2 separate regions of the Capra hircus genome follow, and region 1 is linked to region 2. A link is a contact called in public Hi-C data. All regions are on one chromosome and are shown on one strand. Each heading gives the region's core, a stretch centred on a gene start, on an enhancer-like site or on the middle of the called end of the contact. The rest is flanking DNA. Distances are from core to core; before and after follow the strand shown. Region 1 has its middle 42 kb from the start of CCNE1. Region 2 has its middle 22 kb from the start of CCNE1.

The links. A called contact is a pair of places that touch in the nucleus more often than the background predicts.
Region 1: a Hi-C map of blood shows a contact between it and region 2, with 3 times the contacts expected there. The contact joins two enhancer-like sites. A contact is called at or near these places in 2 of 5 Hi-C or Micro-C datasets (both in blood).

What each region holds. Positions count from the first base shown.
Region 1 is chr18:41,633,084-41,636,971 of ARS1.2, forward strand. No RefSeq gene overlaps it. Among named protein-coding and RNA genes, the nearest start is that of CCNE1, 42 kb to the left of the region's middle. Within about 2 kb of position 1,643, at least 1 of the 5 cell types and tissues checked has an H3K27ac peak or open chromatin away from gene starts, as enhancers often do.
Region 2 is chr18:41,568,892-41,572,533 of ARS1.2, forward strand. No RefSeq gene overlaps it. Among named protein-coding and RNA genes, the nearest start is that of CCNE1, 22 kb to the right of the region's middle. Within about 2 kb of position 1,555, at least 1 of the 5 cell types and tissues checked has an H3K27ac peak or open chromatin away from gene starts, as enhancers often do.

The sequences.
Region 1 (3,888 bases), core at 393-2,892, 64 kb after region 2:
TGTTATTAATTTATTTTGAGAATTTTAATTTCTGCCTTGTTTAGGAGTGACAAGTGGTCCTTTAGACAGAACCTTCATCTGCCCTAGACTCTCCTTTTGCTTTGGTTTTGCCCAAGACTAGGTTGGCACTGAACTGCCAGCTTCCAGTCTAGCAAGTCTTTTGGGAAAAGAGAGCCTGTTTCCTGGTAATTCCAGCGAAAGTCTTAGGACTGAGCCTCATCCATCTGTCTTGGGCAACACGACCACCCCTGTCGGTGAGGTCAGGGAAATGCAGGACTCTGATTGGCCATCGTTGGCCAGTAGCAACGCTTATGGTCAGGGGTGAGGTTAATTCCAACCTAGCCGCCTGGACTGGGAGACAGAAAGGGGCCACCTCAAGAAAAATGGTGGGGCTGCCCCCAAGAGTAGGTAGATGTAAAATAATCAACAGAAGACTTCTACAATAAATTGTCCTCAAAATTCCAGATCTAAGACCCTTCAAGGCAGGACTGCTATTTGCCCTGTATACATATTTCTCATTTTATTCACACACCAGCCCTGTGAGAGCAGTGTGGTTTGAGATAAGGAAACAGGTTTAGGGAGCTTAAGTACCTGGGGCAGAAGTGGGGAGGCCCTGTGTTTGAACTTCCTGCCTTCTGAAGGCAGGACCTGGGGTGTGAGTTGGCCCCCTTTATTGTCTTAGACCTGACTCCCCTCTCTCTGCCTGCAGTCCTGACACCAAGGAGTCTGATCTTGTTTCAAAAAAGACGGGAAAAATTGGCAATGGCCGTGAGTTGAGAAGATGTGATAAAATATTTCTTGTTTTCTCAAGTTTACATAGACCAAGTTTTCACTGTTGCTATGGGGTGGGTTGGCAGAGAGATGAAAATAAATCTGTGTAATTTATTTTTTCTATGCGTCAAGTATATTTCCGCTTGCTTAGCACATGTACACACACACAGACGCGCGCACACACGTACAGACGTGCACACACATGTCCACACATATAGACTTTAATAAAATACTTAAACCCCTTTAATGCTCTCTGTGGAAGGAATAAATATGTACTGTACTTTCAACTTCTGTTCTTTGAAATACCATATGGTCTGCACTGTGAGCTTAAAATACTCTGGTGAGCGGAAGCTTTCATGCAGCAGATAGCCAGGTGGAGCTTTCCCCGCCAATCTCACAAGGTTAATTAATCCTTTAAAATACAGCATGGAGGGGTCCCTGCGTCAGGAACGGGCGCTGTCAGAGGGAGGCGGCCCATTGGCCTGCATGGGGCTGAGAAGAGCGTACAAAGGCGGCCGGCAAGGTGGGCTGGGCTGCTGCCCTGATGGTGCCTTTGATGAGCAAGCTCAGTCACTCAGATCCTCACAGTTTGCGTCCTGCATAATCAGGGATAACAGGCTGATGGTTTGCATGAATAACTAAGTTTGTCATCGTGGTTAATTTTCCCTCAAAAAGAGCCCCACCCCCTATCTCTCTGGCTCACTGCATATTTATAAAGGGCAGGGATACAAGGGAAAGGCGGCTGGGTGGCCTGGCACCCCAGGGAGACAGGAGAGGTGGCTGCACCCAAGAAACCTGGAAGGCAGGTTCAGGCCAGGCCTGGCACCTGGAGGAGGGCACAGAGTTCTGTGGAGCGCGGAGGACAGGAGCTGCACGGGGTGGGATGGGGTGGGTAGCTTGGCTTGCCAGGCCCAGTGTGGGATGTCTTCTTCCCTGCTCTGAGCCTCAGATTTCCAACCATACAAGGAGCATGTGAGCTACTTGACCCAGGTGTCAGGGGCTGTCATTTCCAAATGGGGTTATGTGTAGAGTCAGAGGAGGGAGAGAAGCTGACATCCATCCAACACCTGTTGTGCTTTGTGAGCAAATATTTTTTTGGTAAATTTAATTATCGTTGCATTGTATATGTCTTGGTGTTAAAAATTGTTAGACTGTTCATTGTAAATACTTTAAATGGGCAATGACTCTTGAAATCTCATTGTAGCATTCTTTTTAAATGTTTAAACAATTTTTATTTTATATTGGGATAAAGCTGACTTACAATGTTGTGTTAGATGAATTCTTCAATTATCATTGCATTGTATATATTTTGGTGTTTAAAAGTTTTATATTGTCCATTGTAAATACTTTAAACAGACTATGGCTCCTGAAACCTCATTGTGGCATTTATTTCTTTTTAAATATTTATTTTTATAATTTAATTTGTATTTTATTTTGGGGTATAGTTGATTTCCCTGGAGGAGGGCAATGACAACCCACTCCAGTATTCTTGCCTGGAGAATCCCCATGGAGAGAGGAACCTGGCAGGCTACAGTTCATGGGGCCACAAAGAGTCGGATATGACTGAGCAACTGAGCACAGCACATAGCTGATTTACAATAGTGTTAGTTTCAGGTGTACAGCAAAGCGGTTCAGTTATATTTATGCATATATCCATTATGTTTCACATTCTTTTCCCATAGCATTTCTTTTTGACTCTTCAGAGAACATTTTGGTAGTCTGAGTAGTCCAGCTTCCCCTTTCCATGAGTTTCAGGAAAGCCCAGATAGGGGTTAGAAGGGGAAAGGAGGGGCTCAAGGACCCTTTGCACTTCCCTGGCAGCCCTCTTAGGCCAGTAGGTGGCAGTTCTGAGCTTCCCTTCTGGACCCCAGCCTTCCTCCAGTCTGGGGTCCCTAAGCTTTCCAGTCCACATAGCAGGTATCAGGGATGAGCAGGGAATCCAGAGGGACAGCTGAATGGCCGTCTAGCTGCCCCTGCCTGGGACTGCCCTCCCTGCCTCCATCCCTGGGTCCTGCTCAAGGCAAGTGGACTTCCTGGAGGAGTTGACATCTTAGGTAAAACCTGAAAGGCAGTAAAGGATTTCAGGCAGAGGGAAGAGAGTTTGCCAAGACCCAAAGACCACAAACCCTGGTGCTTCCAGGAACTGACAGAAAGCTGGTGTGGCTGGGATGCAGAATATTGGGATGGGGGCTGGGGGGTTGGAGATGATGGTTGACACTGGTGGGGAAGCAGGATCAGGGCAGTTAGAGTGAAGAGTTTAGACTTTATCTTGAGGGCAGTGGGAAATTCCCCAGCCCACTCAAACCATCAGATCTGTCCTTTGGAGAGATCACTGCAGCTGCCTGACACCTCATTATACCTCCCCTCTCCCCATCCAGGGCACTGACAAACCTGAGCCTCCTGCCCTGCCTGGGCACAACTTCAACCCCAAGGATAGCTAGGAGCTGACCTGCCTTGCAGACACTGTAAGGTGGGCTAGAAGAGGCTGTCTTCAGGATGCCCTCTTAGCTGATGGAAGTGGGTGCATCAGAGGCTCCTTGAGCACTATCCAAAGGGGAGCTGAAGGTCACCACATCTCATGCTGGGCCATTTGGAGGAAGCACTTTTCCTTTTAAAGGCTGTCAAGGAGCTCCTAACCCCTAGGATAATGGCAAGTCAAGGGGACAGGACACGGCCTGAAACCAAGGAAGTAATCTCTAACGATGGAATTTGGGGCATTGGAACTATTTTTGGATGGAGGAGGTGTCAGGTGTATGTAGGTATGTGTGAGCCCCGGAACTGGGCTCCTGGCTATTTCACTTCCTTATAAGATGGCCCTGCGACTCAACAGAAGAGACCCCCACCTAAGTGAGCATGACATTCTAAAACAGCAAAGCTCACTACAGCCTTAATCATTAATTACTGATGCTCCCCAAGTGTCTCCTGGAGGCTTCTCTTTTGCAGGGGAGGGGAAGCTGAGGCTGCAGAGGTTCCATTCTGTTGAATGGTTAATGGCTATTGAGATATAATATCCACTAAGTCACATCTGATTCCCTATTTAATGTTTAAATATTTAATTAATTAAATGTGGCAAATATTTAATTAGATGCTATGAAAGCCACCCTGACACTGTAGTCT
Region 2 (3,642 bases), core at 305-2,804:
CTGTCTTTCCTTGAGTTCCATCAACAGAGAGGAGCAGCTAGCATGAAGCCACTCACACCCTCATTCTCCCACCGAGGGTGCCTTGGAGGCTAAGAACCAGAGGTCTGGTGAGGGGCCTGCAGCTCTCCTGGTCAGAGGGACCCTCACCCACCACAACACCCTCTACTGTCCATTTCCCACCCAGCAGCCTGACGGAGCTTGTAACAGAAACCGGCCCTGTCTCTCCTCTGCTCAAAACCATCCAGTTCTCCTTGCACCTAGATTCCAACCAGCCCAGTGCTGTGCCTCAGCCTGGTCTCTCCACTCCCTGGGCTCCAGCCCCTCTGGCCTGTTCTCTCATCTAGAATCAGACCGCCCGTTCCGCCTCCAGGCCTCACTCCCACGGTGGGAAAGCAGCTCACCCCACAAGGCTGTCACCTCCCCGGGCGCCTTCCCTGACCAGCCCCTTCCAGTCTTCCTGTGATTGCCTTCCTCTTCCACCACCCCTCGTGAATCTGCTCCCCGCCGGAACAGAAGATAATTAGCATTACGGTGACCACAGGGCCTGCATGAGAGCTGTTACACATTGGGCGCGCAATAAACACTTGTGGGAGGAAGAAGGAATGGAAGGAGGGAAGGAAGAGAAGGAGGGAAGGAAGAGAAGGAGGGAGGGAGGGAAAGAGGGAGGGAAGGAAGGAAGAAAGAAAGACCATAGGGTGAACCCAGCCTCGAAGCCTTGCCAACAACACTCACGGCTCCTGCTCACCCGCCCTCATCTTTCATCTTCACGTGCGCATCAGAGCAACCCACCCTCATTCTCCACCTTTCTTCCAGAGAAGGTTCAGCACCCGTGATGAGGGGTCTTTCTTCTATCCCCAAAGTCCTCTCACCAACCCATGGCTGCCCCTCTGACGAACCTGGGAATAAATGCCTCCTGAGATGCTGCTGGCCACAGCTGCTCCAGGGGACCCCCCGTCAGCCCTCTGGGACTGCCCAGATGGGATGGAGGCGGGGGCTCCAGCAGGCCCTGTTCCAGGGAGCAGTGGCCCAGGATAGTGGTGGGGTTTTTTTTTTTTTTTCCATATGAGGAAAAAATTAGCTTTCCTTACCAGACAAGAATGACAATTTACAGAAAATTATGCTCTGAATTCATAATCTGGAGTGAGCGGAAATGGTATTCTATAGTAATCCATCCCAACTGACTCGCTATTGTATACGCACCTGCTAACATTTTTTAAGCCGGGACTTTATGGAAAGGACATTTTGATCGCTTCTGAAGTTTGCTGAGCAATTCCCCCCTCTCTCAGGCATACGGTCTTTGTGCTGGAAATTTCCCTCGTGGCTTCCTGCAAGCACCGGCAGACGGGCACGTGGGCTCGCAGGCGGGCACGCGTACATACAGCCGCAGCCCCCTCTCGTTGGCATGACTCTAATGGGGGGCTTTGCAGGTGCCGAGCTGTGGAAATGGAAGCTGGGAGAGTGAAATAACAGTTGGCACCTGTGCCGAGCTTGCCCGAGGAGCTGCAAACTGTGGTGCCCGCCGGAATTAGAGATGCTTTCCAGCACGGGCTGAAAGGAGAGCGGAGGACGGGGAGGGCTGGAGGGCTCGGCCTGGGCTGCCCCTGGGCCATCCAGGGTCAGGGGTGTGAGAGTGGGGCCTCAGGCTGTGGAGACGCTGGGAAGGAGGGGGCCGGGTGACCATCAAGCCCTCGAGCACCCAGCCTCTGTGGTGCCAGAGAAATCACTCACTCCAGGCCCACTGGTTCTTGCCTCAGCCTCCAGCCCAGCACTGACCCAAGGCATAGTGGACTGGGAGCCCCATGTGCACAATGAGGCTGCAACATGCCTCGGTGCCCTGCCTGGGCTTGGCACATAAGAGGTACTAGAAAAGTACCTCCAAAGCTTAGTCAAGACCTGGTCAGAGGACCAATCCTCTGGAGAATGGACCCTTCTCACTGATGTTCAGACCCTACAGCTCCTGGATCTCCAAGTCCTGTTCTTTCGGGGGCTCACTGACACCAAAGCTCAGAGAACAGGTGGGTTGTGGGCGGGGACAGCAGGGAGGGGCCTTGTTTCCATTGGGATCATCAGGAGAGTGATAGTTACGCCAACCTATGACCCAGGCATGAAGAGTTCACTGAAGCTCTCTCCGCAAGAGCTAGTATTTAGGAACCTTCTGAATTGACAGCAGGAGGGGAGCAACAGACAAGCCGTGGAAACGGGCTACAGCAGCAGCGGGCGAGAATCTGAGATGCACCCTCCTGCAGCGGAAACTGCTGGAGATGCCGTTCCTGACAAAGAAAGTACGTTTAAGACAAAGTAAGATGCAAACAACATGCGATGTGATTTCACTTATTTTTGTCCTTTTTACTTTTTTTCCCCCACTTTTTAAAAAAGTCTTACAGAATGATGCCATACACTGTGATCAGGTGTGTGCACGCATACACACACCCACATGCACAAATATGTCAAATGTGTAGAGAGCAGGGAAGGAAGTCACCAGCTATCGGCCATATCTCCCTCTGGGGTGAAGGAGTTTCTGGAGTTGGTGAGAAAGGGGTGCTTGGGCCTTATCTGTAGTGTCTAGATCATTCTTACTATGGGAATGTATTCATGCCTGTCTCTGTAATTAAAAGTTAATGATTATTTTAAAAGAATCATCTGAGACAGGACAGTCCCACCAACCCGAACCATTACGAAGCCCTCCTTATTATTCCTTTGTTTCATTCATACATATATTAGTTCACTCATTCAATAGGTACCCTTCTCCTGTCGTTTGCTTATTTAAGAAGCATTAACTGTTACTCTAGGTTCTAAGCTGCATCATTGAACAAACACACAAGGTCCCTGCCCCCAAACTACACATTTGTGTGTGTATGTGTGTGTGTGTGTGTGTGTAAATGCACACTCATGCATGTGCGTCTCCTCCACAGCCCCACTGGGTGCCTGGAGCGGGAGAGGAACAACAGACAGCTGTTTTCCTTCATCCTCTGAGTTGATGGAGGTGGACAGGGACAGTAAAATGGCTTGCCTTGAGCATATGAAAATAACACATTGGCCAGGAAATGAGCTGACAGGAGGCCACTGTCTCTTCCCACAAAGCCCCTGTCGTGGGCTTGTGGCCTCTGCTCACCCTTCAGGCCCAGTTCAAATGCCCCCTTTTATTGAAAGTCCTGCTGAGTGTCCCCACTCCTCCCCAAACCATGTGGGCTCTGCCTCGCACCAGAGCATCTCGCCAGTAGCTCCTGGTCAGCGTCACAGACTGGCAGCCAGCTGACAATTAGAAAGCTGAGGGGTATTTTGTGATGTCAGCCCGGTGGGTTGAGAGGCTCCATACCTGTGCAGGCAGCGGGCCCGGCTGTCCTGCATCTAGCCTACTTCATGTCCTGTGGCACCCGAGTTTGTAATCCTCCCTTCACAGAACACCTGGGTGTGCATTTGTCTTGTTCCTCCACCTACCACCCGACCTGATGCATCACATTAATCCCAGGCCAGGCCAGGCCATGCCCAGTGGAGCGCTGGATGGTTAGACAGCTGGCTGGATGGGTGGACAAGTGGATAAACAGAAAAATGAAACAGAAGGGGCAGACTGACACCTAGGTGTCAAGCTACTCTGCATAAGGAATCTTGGAGACGAGGAAGATGTTGGGGAAGGACGGAGGG